2 separate regions of the Zea mays genome follow, and region 2 is linked to region 1. A link is a contact called in public Hi-C data. All regions are on one chromosome and are shown on one strand. The core of a region is the stretch at or near the end of the contact, and the rest is flanking DNA. Distances in the headings are between cores, read along the strand shown. Region 1 holds the start of LOC103626704 (protein CYPRO4-like). Region 2 holds the start of LOC100275784.

What was found. A called contact is a pair of places that touch in the nucleus more often than the background predicts.
Region 2: a Hi-C map of root tip shows a contact between it and region 1, with 6 times the contacts expected there. The contact joins the promoter of LOC100275784 here to the promoter of LOC103626704 in region 1. A contact is called at or near these places in 7 of 25 Hi-C or Micro-C datasets (bundle sheath, ear, endosperm and 3 more) and 1 of 3 datasets of contacts at active chromatin or transcription factors (leaf).

What each region holds. Positions count from the first base shown.
Region 1 is chr5:91,876,933-91,882,956 of Zm-B73-REFERENCE-NAM-5.0, reverse strand. It overlaps LOC103626704 (protein CYPRO4-like), which reads left to right and starts at 2,205. Exons shown (of 2, transcript NM_001346849.1): 1 at 2,205-4,007; 2 at 5,540-6,024. The coding sequence starts at 2,340. The coding sequence ends at 5,821.
Region 2 is chr5:92,221,890-92,227,913 of Zm-B73-REFERENCE-NAM-5.0, reverse strand. It overlaps LOC100275784, which reads right to left and starts at 3,564. Exons shown (of 2, transcript NM_001374083.1): 1 at 2,833-3,564; 2 at 2,171-2,640. The coding sequence starts at 3,486. The coding sequence ends at 2,848.

The DNA of each region.
Region 1 (6,024 bases), core at 956-3,455:
CCGGTGTACACCGGACATGTCCGGTGAATTATAGCGGAGCGAATTCCCGAAGCTGGCGAGTTCAGAGTCGCTTCATTCCTGGAGCACCGGACACTGTCCGGTGTACACCGGACAGTCCGGTGAATTATAGCGGAGTGCCTCTGAATTTTCCCGAAGGTGAAGAGTTTGACTTGGAGTCCCCTGGTGCACCGGACACTGTCCGGTGTGCCAGACCAGGGCAGCCTTCGGTTATCCCTTGCTCTCTTTGTTGAACCCAATTCTTGGTCTTTTTATTGGCTAAGTGTGAACCTTTGGCACCTGTATAACTTATACACTAGAGCAAACTAGTTAGTCCAATTATTTGTGTTGGGCAATTCAACCACTAAAATCAATTAGGAACTAGGTGTAAGCATAATTCCCTTTCACAAATCACTATATCATATGACCTAGAAGATCATGATTATTTATATTATATAACTGGAGTCTACAGTAGATTTCAAGTAGAATTTAAGTGTCCTCGCATTACCATCAAATGTAGTAGCTAATTTCAATGGTTTCGGCCTCTCCTATATAGGGGCAAATTAAAAGGTAACGACAACTTGAAACAGGGGCGAATTTAGAGGGGTTTATCGGGCTCAGCCGACCCCGATAAATTTTATAAACCCTTTAGCAAAACACTGTTAAAATTTATAAAAATTTGTATAATATAGTAAAGCTACTCTTAATGACACCGACAATATTTTTTGCTAGATTCGCTGCTGACTTGAAAGAAGAAAGAAAGTAGCATTCACTTAGACATTAAGAAATAACACGACTTGTTTGCTGGAAGAATCGATTCCTGAAAATGAGCGCCTGACCCCAAAGTACAAACAACTACATATGAAAAGATAGAGCATAAAAAAGAGATCAAAAAATTAGAATGCAAGTCCAAATAGATGCAATGATAGAGGTGGATATTAAGCCAAAACACTGGACTGATATAGCAATGTAACTATAGCAATTAAGGACTTTCAACTTTTATGCAATATCCATTTTAACATAGCTTTTAAAGGACCATTTGCAATATAAAATCATACAGTATCCTTTTAAGTGAGCAGGGAGCATGGAAACACACATTAAAGACTTAGAAAAGTTTCTTGCCCATAGTATTTTAAACATGAATTAGAAATGCCTTCAGAAGCCAATCCAATAAGATAAAATAGAGTAGTTAATCCGTAATTATATAAAAAATGGAGTATCTCCTGCAGGTGACCAAAGGAAGAAAGGTTAGTAATAACTCTTTCCTTCTATGAATATATTGTACCATAGACTCACCTTTTTTAGCGGTAAAAAAATCTCCCTTCCCTTTGGAAATATTATATCTCAATCTCATTTTGTATGAGAGAAAACGTCATCTAAAAAGGTAGGATTCAGCATACACAAATATGAAAGAAACATATTTACTGGAAGTGTACGGACGAATGGATGGGGGTTCTCGGTTGGGGCAGCAAAAGGCTAAGGTATGTGGATAGTAAACTGTCTTAGATTTTGCAATATTTTAGAAAAAAAACACATAGAGTTTGAAATATTTTAGAAAAAAAGGAGAAAAAGCATGCATGCTTGCTGTTGTAGATGGTTAGTACAACGCGAAACTAAAAGTTATAGCTGTACTAACATTGAGTTTTTGCAAAGTAAAAATCAGAGAAATGAATGAATCACGCATGGAAGCTACAGTAAGCAACAAAAAAGGAAAAAAATGAAGACAACAGATCTCTTTACCTTAGAAAGCGACAGTCAGACGAAGCAGAGGCCAATGGAAGCAGCTGCGCTGCCGCTGTCGTCCTCGACAGCGTCGTCACCTCCTGCTATGATACCGTCAAGAAGACGTGCAAGCGGCAACAAAGACGTGGTCAAGATCCCCCCTCTTTAATACAATCTAGGACAGCACAGGAGATGAAGCGGTAAGAGACATGTGTACGGCGATGATTTTTTTTGGTGACGTGACGCAATGTATAGCGAGGAGGCTGCATCAGTTTAATAAGAAGAAATAGCTGTTTTTTAGAAAAAAAAGTAATCTCTTGCCTCTGAGTTCAGACCATGGAACAGTTGGTGCGAGTAAGAGTCAGTGACGGTGCTAGTGCTATGGATCTTCAATTTGAAAATTTTGAATCAGTGAAGTGTGCAACGGCCGTTCGTCTCCTATTCTATTCATTTCCCAGATCTCTCCCACTAGTCCCCAACCTGCAGACTGCAGTCGCAGCGCAAAACGGCCAAAGGGCCCCATTTCTCCCATCACCTCTCCCAAATTCAAATTCCCGCACGCTCCTCCTCCCCTCCCCCAATCTCACCTCCTCGCCGAAACCCTATCAGCCTCCGCCGCCATGGGGGGCTCGCACAGCCGCGAGGACCTCGACCTATCCGATTCCGACTCCGACGACGCCGAGTCCCGGGCCTCCGACAATTCCTCCGACTACGGCACGCCTACCCCGGCATCTGCCTCCTCCAAGTTGGCCAGCGGCGCAGGGGCGGCGGCCACGCCCGCCTCCATCGACGCCATCGACCGCCACCTCCGCCAGCTCCACCTCAAGTACAACGAGCCCATCTCCCCGAACCCTAGCCCCGGGCTCACCCTCAGCGCCAACCCCGCCGCGCTCAACGCCGTCAAGCTATACCTCCACATCGGCGGCTCCTCCCCCTCCGCCAAGTGGATCGTCTCCGACAGCCTCGCCGCCGCCTCCTTCGTACGCACCGGCGACGACGAGGACGACGACGCGCCCGCCGGCGGGCCGTGGTGCCTCGTCGTGGGCTCGAAGATCCAGGCCAGGGTCGGGCCCGAGCTGCAGCTCAAGACCTTCCCCGCGCAGCGTCGGGTGGATTTCGTCGCCGACGGCGTATGGGCGCTTAAGTTCCGCCACGCTGACGGCTTCGGTGACTTCTGCGCGAAGTACCACAGCTGTATGTTTGAGAACAGCTACGGCGTCGCCGCCACGGACGAGGGCCGCGCCAAGGTGTTTGGGAAGGACTTCGCGGCGTGGGCGCGCCCGGAGGACGGCGACGAGTCGATATGGGAGGACGCCACCGACGGCTTCTTCTCTCCGGGTCCCAAGGGCAGCCCGATGCCCCCGCGGACACCAGTACTGAAGCCTTTGTTAGAGGATCTGCGCGAGTTTGAGGAGCCTGTTGAGGAAGGCAGCGGAATTAACAGTCTTGCGCTTGGCGCACTGGATAACAGTTTCCTCGTTGGAGACAAAGGCATTGAGGTCGTGAGGAATTTCGAGCATGGGATACACGGCAAGGGCATGTCCGTGAAGTTTTCTGGAGGGAGCACAAACTTCTCGACACCGAAAAAGGCTCTTCTTATGCGGGCCGAGACTAACATGCTCCTGATGAGCCCAGCCACTGATGGAAAGCCACATGCCAAGGGGGTGCATCAATTTGATATCGAGACGGGGAAGGTGGTTTCAGAATGGAAGTTTGAGAAGGATGGAGCGGATATTAACATGAGGGATATCACGAATGATAGCAAAGGTGCCCAGTTGGATCCATCCGAATCCACCTTCTTGGGACTGGATGACAACCGGTTGTGCCGGTGGGATATGAGAGATCGCAGGGGCATTGTACAGAACTTGGCAAGTGCAACTGAGTCGCCAGTATTGCAATGGACTCAGGGGCATCAGTTTTCCCGGGGGACAAACTTCCAGTGCTTCGCTTCAACTGGTGATGGTTCGATTGTTGTTGGATCATTGGATGGGAAGATCCGCTTGTATTCTAAGAGTTCTATGAGGATGGCAAAGACAGCCTTTCCTGGGTTGGGTTCACCCATTACCCATGTCGACGTGACATATGATGGGAAGTGGATTCTTGGGACAACAGATACATACCTGATTCTTATATGCACCATCTTCATTGACAAAGATGGAAAGGAGAAGACCGGGTTTAGTGGGAGAATGGGGAACCGAATTGCTGCTCCAAGGCTGCTGAAGCTCAACCCACTGGATTCTCATCTAGCAGGAGCAAACAGCAGGTTCAGGGAGGGCAGATTCTCATGGGTGAGTATATATTGCCACTTTTGTTATGAATTTGGTCACATTTACTATTGTACACCATACAAACGATAATGCACTTATTTGGTAGCATTTTGGCAGTCTGCGTGATCAAAACTGACAGCATTGGTTAAACTGCTATAGTTAGTGATGTGCAATTATTATCAATTTATATGGTCTATTGCTTCATCCTGTGACATATAGAAGTGGTTAAATTATATTGGTCGCAGATGCTGTTATCTGGCCTTTGGCTATAATGTTTAGGCTTTCCCCCCTGTTTAATTCTTATTATATTCTTGATTTTTAGTACATGTCATCTGCAGTTTTGCTGTTGTGTGCCATACTGCCATTCTTCTGATAATGTTAAACATTGGCTACTATAGGATGCCTTGACCAATGCATGTCAGTTACTATGCTACTAAGGGGTCTTGCTTTTTATAGTCTTATTACAAATGGTTACCAGGTTTCAGTTGTCATGAAAATTTAGTATGCTAGAAAAATAGTGTTACATTGCATAATACTGCTAAACACATTCAATTAAGTTTTGATTCTAATATCATTTAGATCACCATTATCAAACTACTAGAGTCATGTATCTCCCACTAACTTTGTTTCTTGATTGAGTTTACTACTGAGCACCTCGGATCCACAATCCAATTTGGGGTTGATAACCTGTGCATGCATGTGGTGAACGCATTGTTAAGAAACCACCTTGTATGCCTATACCATTTGGGTGTCGTTCAGTGGTTCATGTTCAGTGTTATTAAAACTACGTTTAAACGATGTTTAAACTACGTTTATACGTCAAAACTCTAATTAGAGGTTGAAACCACGTTTTAGCGTTCTAAACTGTAAAACACAGTGTTTTATGTATTTTAGACCATTAGCTACTTTTGGGTCCAGTCTATTAGTTACTTTTGAGATTCAATCCAGCTCATGGGTGAAGTTTTGGTAAGCCACTAACCTCTCTATTTTGGTATTTAGCTTCATATTATTGTCTGAAATTATGATGTATTGGTATTTTTCCTGTGTTGTTTAAAACTACGTTTAAACAAAGTTTAGACGTTTAAAATTCAAAATTTGACCCATGAGCGTTCCAACGTTTTACCGTTTTAATAACCTTCATGTTGTTTGAGCTGTTTTGAAACTATTAATATGCTGTGAACTTTAAATTTATGGTTCTAAGATAAACTAGAATTTTATGCTAACGAAACATAGCTGTATCTAGTAAGCTGCAGCGATCTATATGTGTCTGACTGCAGGGACTATTAATCAAATGTTAGGGCTGGTTTGGTGACCAAGGTCCTGGGAATTGGAAAGGATCCATGGGGGAGGAACCCGTTTGCCATTCAAAATTGAAGGATTCCTCTCCAAGGATCCCCTCCAATTCTCTAAGCACCAAATTCAGCCAAATTCAGCGCTTTATGTATTTCCGGCAGCTAGAAATATCCCAAACTCTATTCTCTGATTAACAAAAACCCATTACCCACCAGCATGAGCATTCGTTGACATTTGATCCTCATCCGATGATTGCGCAGGTGACAGAGAACGGGAAGCAGGAGCGGCATCTAGTGGCCACGGTGGGGAAGTACAGCGTGGTGTGGAACTTCTTGCAGGTGAAGAACAGCCACCACGAGTGCTACCAGTACCAGGAGGGGCTTAAGACCTGCTATTGCTACAAGGTGATCCCCAAGGACGAGTCGATTGTGGCCAGCCGCTTTATGCACGACAGGTATTCGGTCAGCGACTCCCCGGAGGCTCCACTGGTGGTGGCTACCCCTATGATGGTCACCTCCTTCAGCATATCAAGCGGTCACTAGCTCTGTGCTGCGCCTATGAAGCTCAACCTCCTTCAGCATATCAAGCAGTCACTGGCTCCGTGCTGCTAACTTCTCAGCATGATTGCTAGGGTCGGTTGATTGCTTCTAATGTTGGGGTGTAACATCATACTAATAGATGAATCTTGTTTTGTTTCCTTTTCTTGGTGGACTATATATGATAATCTCATCATAATTTGTCGGAG
Region 2 (6,024 bases), core at 2,315-4,814, 340 kb before region 1:
AGGAGCCTTAGGATTTTTCTTTCTTCCCTTTTTCTCTTCTCCCCTGAGGGCACCTTTTTCTTTTCTTGACAGAAACTTTCCTATGGGCTTTCCTCTCAAAGCTATTTTCTCTTCGTGCTTCTCTCCCGAGGATACCTTGTTGTTTTTGGCGACTTCTCCCAACATCACTTTGAGTTGTTAGACTCTTAGATGAAGTTTTGGGCTTCGATACCAATTGAAATTTATATAGAGGGGAGGTGAATAGGTGAAACCTAAAAAATCATAACTTAAAACACGAACTCAAAGTCTAGTTATGCGTTAGAACAAGAAGTAAATCGATCCGAGTAAGGGAGAGTAGTTCTTCTTGCAAGTGTTGCTCAATATGATTGTGGAATTCACTTGAGAACAACACAATTGATTTAGAATCAAGCACAAGCAATAGAAATAGAAGAGAGGTGGAGGAAGAAACAAATCACAAATCAAACTCCACACAAAGACATGAGCGATTTGTTTTCTCGAGGTTTGGCTCTGAAGAATCTATGTCCTCATTGAGGAGTCTACTTAGGATGAATCTATTTCAACCCTTTGCCTCTCTGAAACGGTCACTTTTCAGTTGAGTGTTCCTTCTCAAATCAAAAGACACGAAGTCTCCGCATGGATCTCGACACAAATTTGGAGTCTCTTGCTAGCTCTTTACAAGAATGTGAATGAGAGTGAGAGAGAAAGAAACTCAAGAACACAAGAATTGGTTGCAACAACTTGAAAACTAATACTTCACAAGACACTAAACTTCTCTAGCTTAATTTCATTAAATGTGGCACTTGGGAGGAATTGAATGAGATGGAGATGTTGCAATCAATGTATGGATGTTTGGTGTAGCTATTATGTGTCTTGAATGCTAGTTGGGGGTATTTATAGCCCCAACCACCCCACATAGCCGTTGGAGTCAAGTGGGGAAATCTGCTCTATATAGTAGTGTAGTGCACCGTGAACAATAGTGGTCTGGTGTGCACCGAACTCCTGTCAGTCTACTACAACATGGAGCCATTTTGATAGTGGATCGGGTCCATGCATATGTACATAGGGATCTCAGTGGACATAGCTAAAGAAGATCGAAGAGGTGGGATCTTGGTGTGGCCACACCCTTATTCAACCTCTCAACGCACGCACACAGGGGGATTCCTGGCTTGACTACGGGGGGAGGGGGGCTAGGCCTGGGCGTGTCGGAGGGAAGGGAGGACTTGGCCATGCCGGGCTTGGGCAAGGCTAAAGATGCAAAGTTTTAGGACCCAAGTGACTCCAACGTGGCACACCACATCGACATTCGGTTTGAGCAAACCTTGATTTGAACGATTTTGTATGGACCGACTAAATTAGAGGACCCGTTTTGCTGGTTTTCTAAGTTCGGGGACCCAAGTAGCGCATCATGCCAAATTCGTGGATCGTTGATACAGTTTTACTCTTTATTATTTAATTTTAGGTGAAAACACGGGTATAAGTTTGAATAAAGTATTTTATAAAGGTTAAAAGACAAGACAAGGGAAGTAGTAGACTAGTTGTTTACCCTTTTCCATCAAATTTGAAGTACATTTGCAAGTATAGATGTATAAATGGGTACGGCCTGCCGAACGTCTCATGGCACGACATGGTTTTAGCCCATCACAAGCATGGCCCATTCCGTTAGCTGCTTGGCTCGTGTCGGCCCAATCCATCAATGTGTCGTGCTTGGACCTTAAGTGCGGTACATCGAGCTTGACCTGGTTTTATTTTTTTTCATTTTAGTTAAACATATCTACATTATGTTTGAGTATAGACTATAAAACAAAAAATATGTGTGTTTTGTTAGCTAAGTGGGTGTAAATGTGGCTTTGAAGCCAGCAACCATGGTGTAAACCCCCTACTTATAAATACTTTTTGCTTATTTATGTTATTTAAACGTCATAGACTACCATAGAGATTTGTCGGGCTATATTCCGACCTGACACGATTAGTGGATTGATAGGCTATGCCTGAGCCTCGCTCATGGGCTGTGGGCTAGCACGGCATGACCCGTTGGCCAATCTAGGTCAGTCTGACATGGGCCTGTCACGATCACAAACCTGGTAGACCATTATTGGGTCTCACCCATGAGTTGTGGACCGACACAACATGTCCCAATGGTCAATCTAGACCTTTCCAACATGGCCCAATTCTTGTAGGGCCTAGCCATGTCTGGTCTAGCACAGCCCATCCATTTAGACATGTATTCTTGCAATGATTCAAGACTAGCTAGAACCCCCTATGCAGTATATGCATATGTATCTCCTCTGCCTGAGTTGACAACAAGTTAAATGCTAGCAATATCTAGAGAAATACTGCAGCAAAAGCTTTACCTGTCCATCAGCATACACAAGAATATGCGTATGTCTCTTTGGTTTCTGCCTTATTACAAGTTACAATCACAATCACAATCCTCTAACCCTATCTGCAGACTACAACATATTTTGTCTACTCTTCATCATTTCCACATGCTGGTCTGGTCACATGAGTTGCATCAGCTTCCATCATATGCCGAGGGAAAACTGCTAGCGAGTACAATCTATATATCAGCCATTGTTCTTTTCCTGCAAATTGAACTGCCCTTCCAATTCCTCTATCCGGGCACGTACTAACATCTGCATGCTGAGGGGCAAAACAAAACAGATAGAACCCATAAAAAAAGTTTCATGTTAGGTACATTTATATATATAGATGGATGTTGAAACTTGAAAGTATGATTCGTTAACAATACAATTAAAGGCTATTATACATCACCCGAGTATCAGGTTCATTGCAGCAACAACAAACAACAAAGCAAAAACCCAGAAAACTAACCTGGTAACACAAGATCTAGCTCAACCTCGCTCGTTGCACCGCGTTCGAGATGCGCCTGAGAGCGTCAACTTGCGCGTGTAGGTGAGTAACGTAGTCCACAGCCTCATGAAGCAGCGAGATCTCATCATGGAGCAGCTCGCCTCCGGGAATCATCTTCCTGAGCACCATGGTCCTCTTCCTCACCAGCCTCCGCGCGATCTCCCTGCAGCTACCGAGCGTCGTTCCCGCCGCTGCCGTCGTCCTTGCAAGCGACGAGGACGTGGTACCAGCAATGCTGCCATCCCTCCGTCTCCGCGTCCTCGTGTGGTGGAGACACGACCGCCTCACGACCTTCTTCTTGCACACGCCGCGCGTGTTCTTCTTCTTCTTCCCCGGCGACGACGGCGACGGCGTTCTAGCAGACGGCGACGACGACGACGACGAACTTGGAGCCAAGACGGCCTGTGGCCACCGCGCCCCACCGCCGCGGGCAGAAGCCGCCATGGCGATGTCGACCGACGCCTTGATGGCGCGCTTCCTCTGCTGGAGACTCATCGTGGCGGTGGCGCCGCCCGCGGAGCCAGAGGATGAGATATTGCAGCAGGCTTGGAGACTCGAGATCATGTTCTTGAGGACGAAGCCTTGCTGGAAGGCCTTGGTGTTGGGGCCTCGCATTGCGTCGTTGGTTACTGTGATCGAGCTGGAAAAGCAAGTAAGATCGAGCGAGGCCGTGTAGGAGGAAGGCGATGGACCGGAGAATACGTGTGTGGTGTGCTTGAGATTTATAGCAGACTATATACACATAACACACACACACAACTGATCTCCATGCATGAGGAATGGGAGTCGCATGCTGCATGTACGTGGTGCTGAGCTAGCATGCATATGCATTCCCATCGTTACATTTGGTGGTCCTGGATCGATATATAGCTAAGCTAGCATGCATGCATCTCTTGTCGCTTTTTTCGTGTCATGGCACATGGTCTATTGTTGTACATTTGCATGCGCTGAAAAAGGTCTTGTTTTCAAGGTTGAAGTTAACAGTGTGTGGTACGTAGCTAGCTAGCTGTGTATAGAACACAGTGTGTAACAATTGCCAGCTCAGAATTAACAAGCATGTGGCCGAGGGCTCTCTCCAAAGCACGCGAGGTATATAGTACTACGTACTTGTTGCGTTGTGTTATTCCATGGAATTAATTTTCTAACGCATGCTCCGTATATATATGTGTGTGCATATGTACCTCACATGTCACATGATCATCTCAAAGTACAATCACAAGTACAGACGTAGTACAATAGTAATGCAAGGCAAATAATCCTTAAGCACTGTAGCTGTGAATAATACCATACACACTAGCTAGGTTGCAATTGAGTAGATTTGCAAACCAGACGCTGCAGCTAGAGATACTAAACAAGTCGCGATAGGATCTTTATTGCAGCGAATTTGCATTTTTTTTAAATTTTCAACAAAATGTGTGGGCTTCATGCATGGATCTCGTTCTGTTCTCGTCATATTTTTTTTCTCAATAACATGCATTCTTGAACCAGAGTTAAGATTTGAGAAATGGCGTATTTTGAAGTTGAATCGCACAAAAACAATTCTGCGTGTCAAATGTGTCATATGGGCCATGGGGTATGCAACTGTGCTTAACAGCAGGAATGCTATATATGTGTGTAAAGACGTAGAGTCCGTATACAGTACACACGTACTACAAAGTTTAGGGCTAGTTTAGTAACTTTATTTTTTTCAAAGGATTCTTATTTTTTCAAGAAAAAATAAACTAATTTTACGTGGGAAAATAAAAAATCCTTTGAAAAAAATGGGATTTCCATCCTCCATGCATATTTTTTGTGAGGGGATCGATTCAGCATGCATGCATCGGAAAAGAGATCGACGGAGAGGCCTGGGAGCGCGAGGTCCGCCCCGGCCGGGCTCCCCATGAGCATGACTGAGAAGAAGAGGAGGCAAGGCGCACATGGCGGCACATGCTGCAGCGTCGTCGCTACGACCTTGCGATCGAGTTAGCGAGAACGACGACGTAGATTCGTTGGCATGCATGTTATGTGCTATGCTGCCGTCCCTAGCTGCTCCCATTTCCATGCATCACCCATATTGCTACGAATATGGGCAGGACTTTCTAGACCAGCACGATCACACCCCAAAACACATAAACATAAAGCACGGTCTAGTATGAAATAATATATGTCGGACTAACACGACCCGAAGATAGACCTAGGCTAAGCCTCAAATTCCGTTCCGTCGAGCCCTCGGCACGGGCCGCACATATAGGCCGGTCTTGGGCGGACACGACCCAATAAAACTCATGTTGTTTAATTTCTTTAATTAAGTAAGCTATAACTTTATATTGTTATGATATTTAGACTTTATGTAGTCAAATGATGCTATGCTTGTTTAATATCTTTAATCTAGTAATTTATAGATTTTATGTGGTTGTAATATTTTAATTTTATTATATGGTCAAATATATGGGTTAGACTTAGTTGGCAGGGTCCAACGAAAGCACGACGTAGTTTAGGAGTAGGACCGGACTGGACCACTGTTTTTATACTCCAGACTAGCACGAGTGCACAACATGATCCAAAAGTTTTTTTTGACTTTCTTGGTCCAAATCCATTTGGCACGAAGCAAGATGGGCTCGCCGGACCAGCCCAATTCTCAGCACTAATCACGCATGCATATATTTCCAGCTAGCGATCTCTGTGTGTTATTTGCCAGCAACAGCAACAGCAACGTCTAGCTTGCCGAGTTGCATGCATGCATGGATGACAAGGCTGGAAATTAACATGCTTCGTGAATCGTACGTTAATTTGATCTGGTAGCCGTCGGCGGCATGTATGAATGGTAATAATGGTGGTGGTGGCTCCGCAAGTAGTGGATGGAGATAATATATAATGGAGGTCTTTTGAGCAGGCAGCAGGCAGCCAAGAGCTAGCTAGCGTGCATGCAGTAGTGGACGGAGAAAGCAGCAGCTAGCGAGGGATCGGAGGGACGTGGTGGTTTACCCCACATGACGTACGGCCACATGGGTTTCTCTCCAAACTCGGATCACGCACATGGCGCCTCCCAGCACACGTATAGTTGTCCAAAAGGCTCCTGGTCCATCGGATGCCCCGTGTCATGGTACATAATTGGCCCGGTACGGCTTGTAACCGGTCCACGTTGGTATGGCACGAAGCGTGTGTCGTACTTTG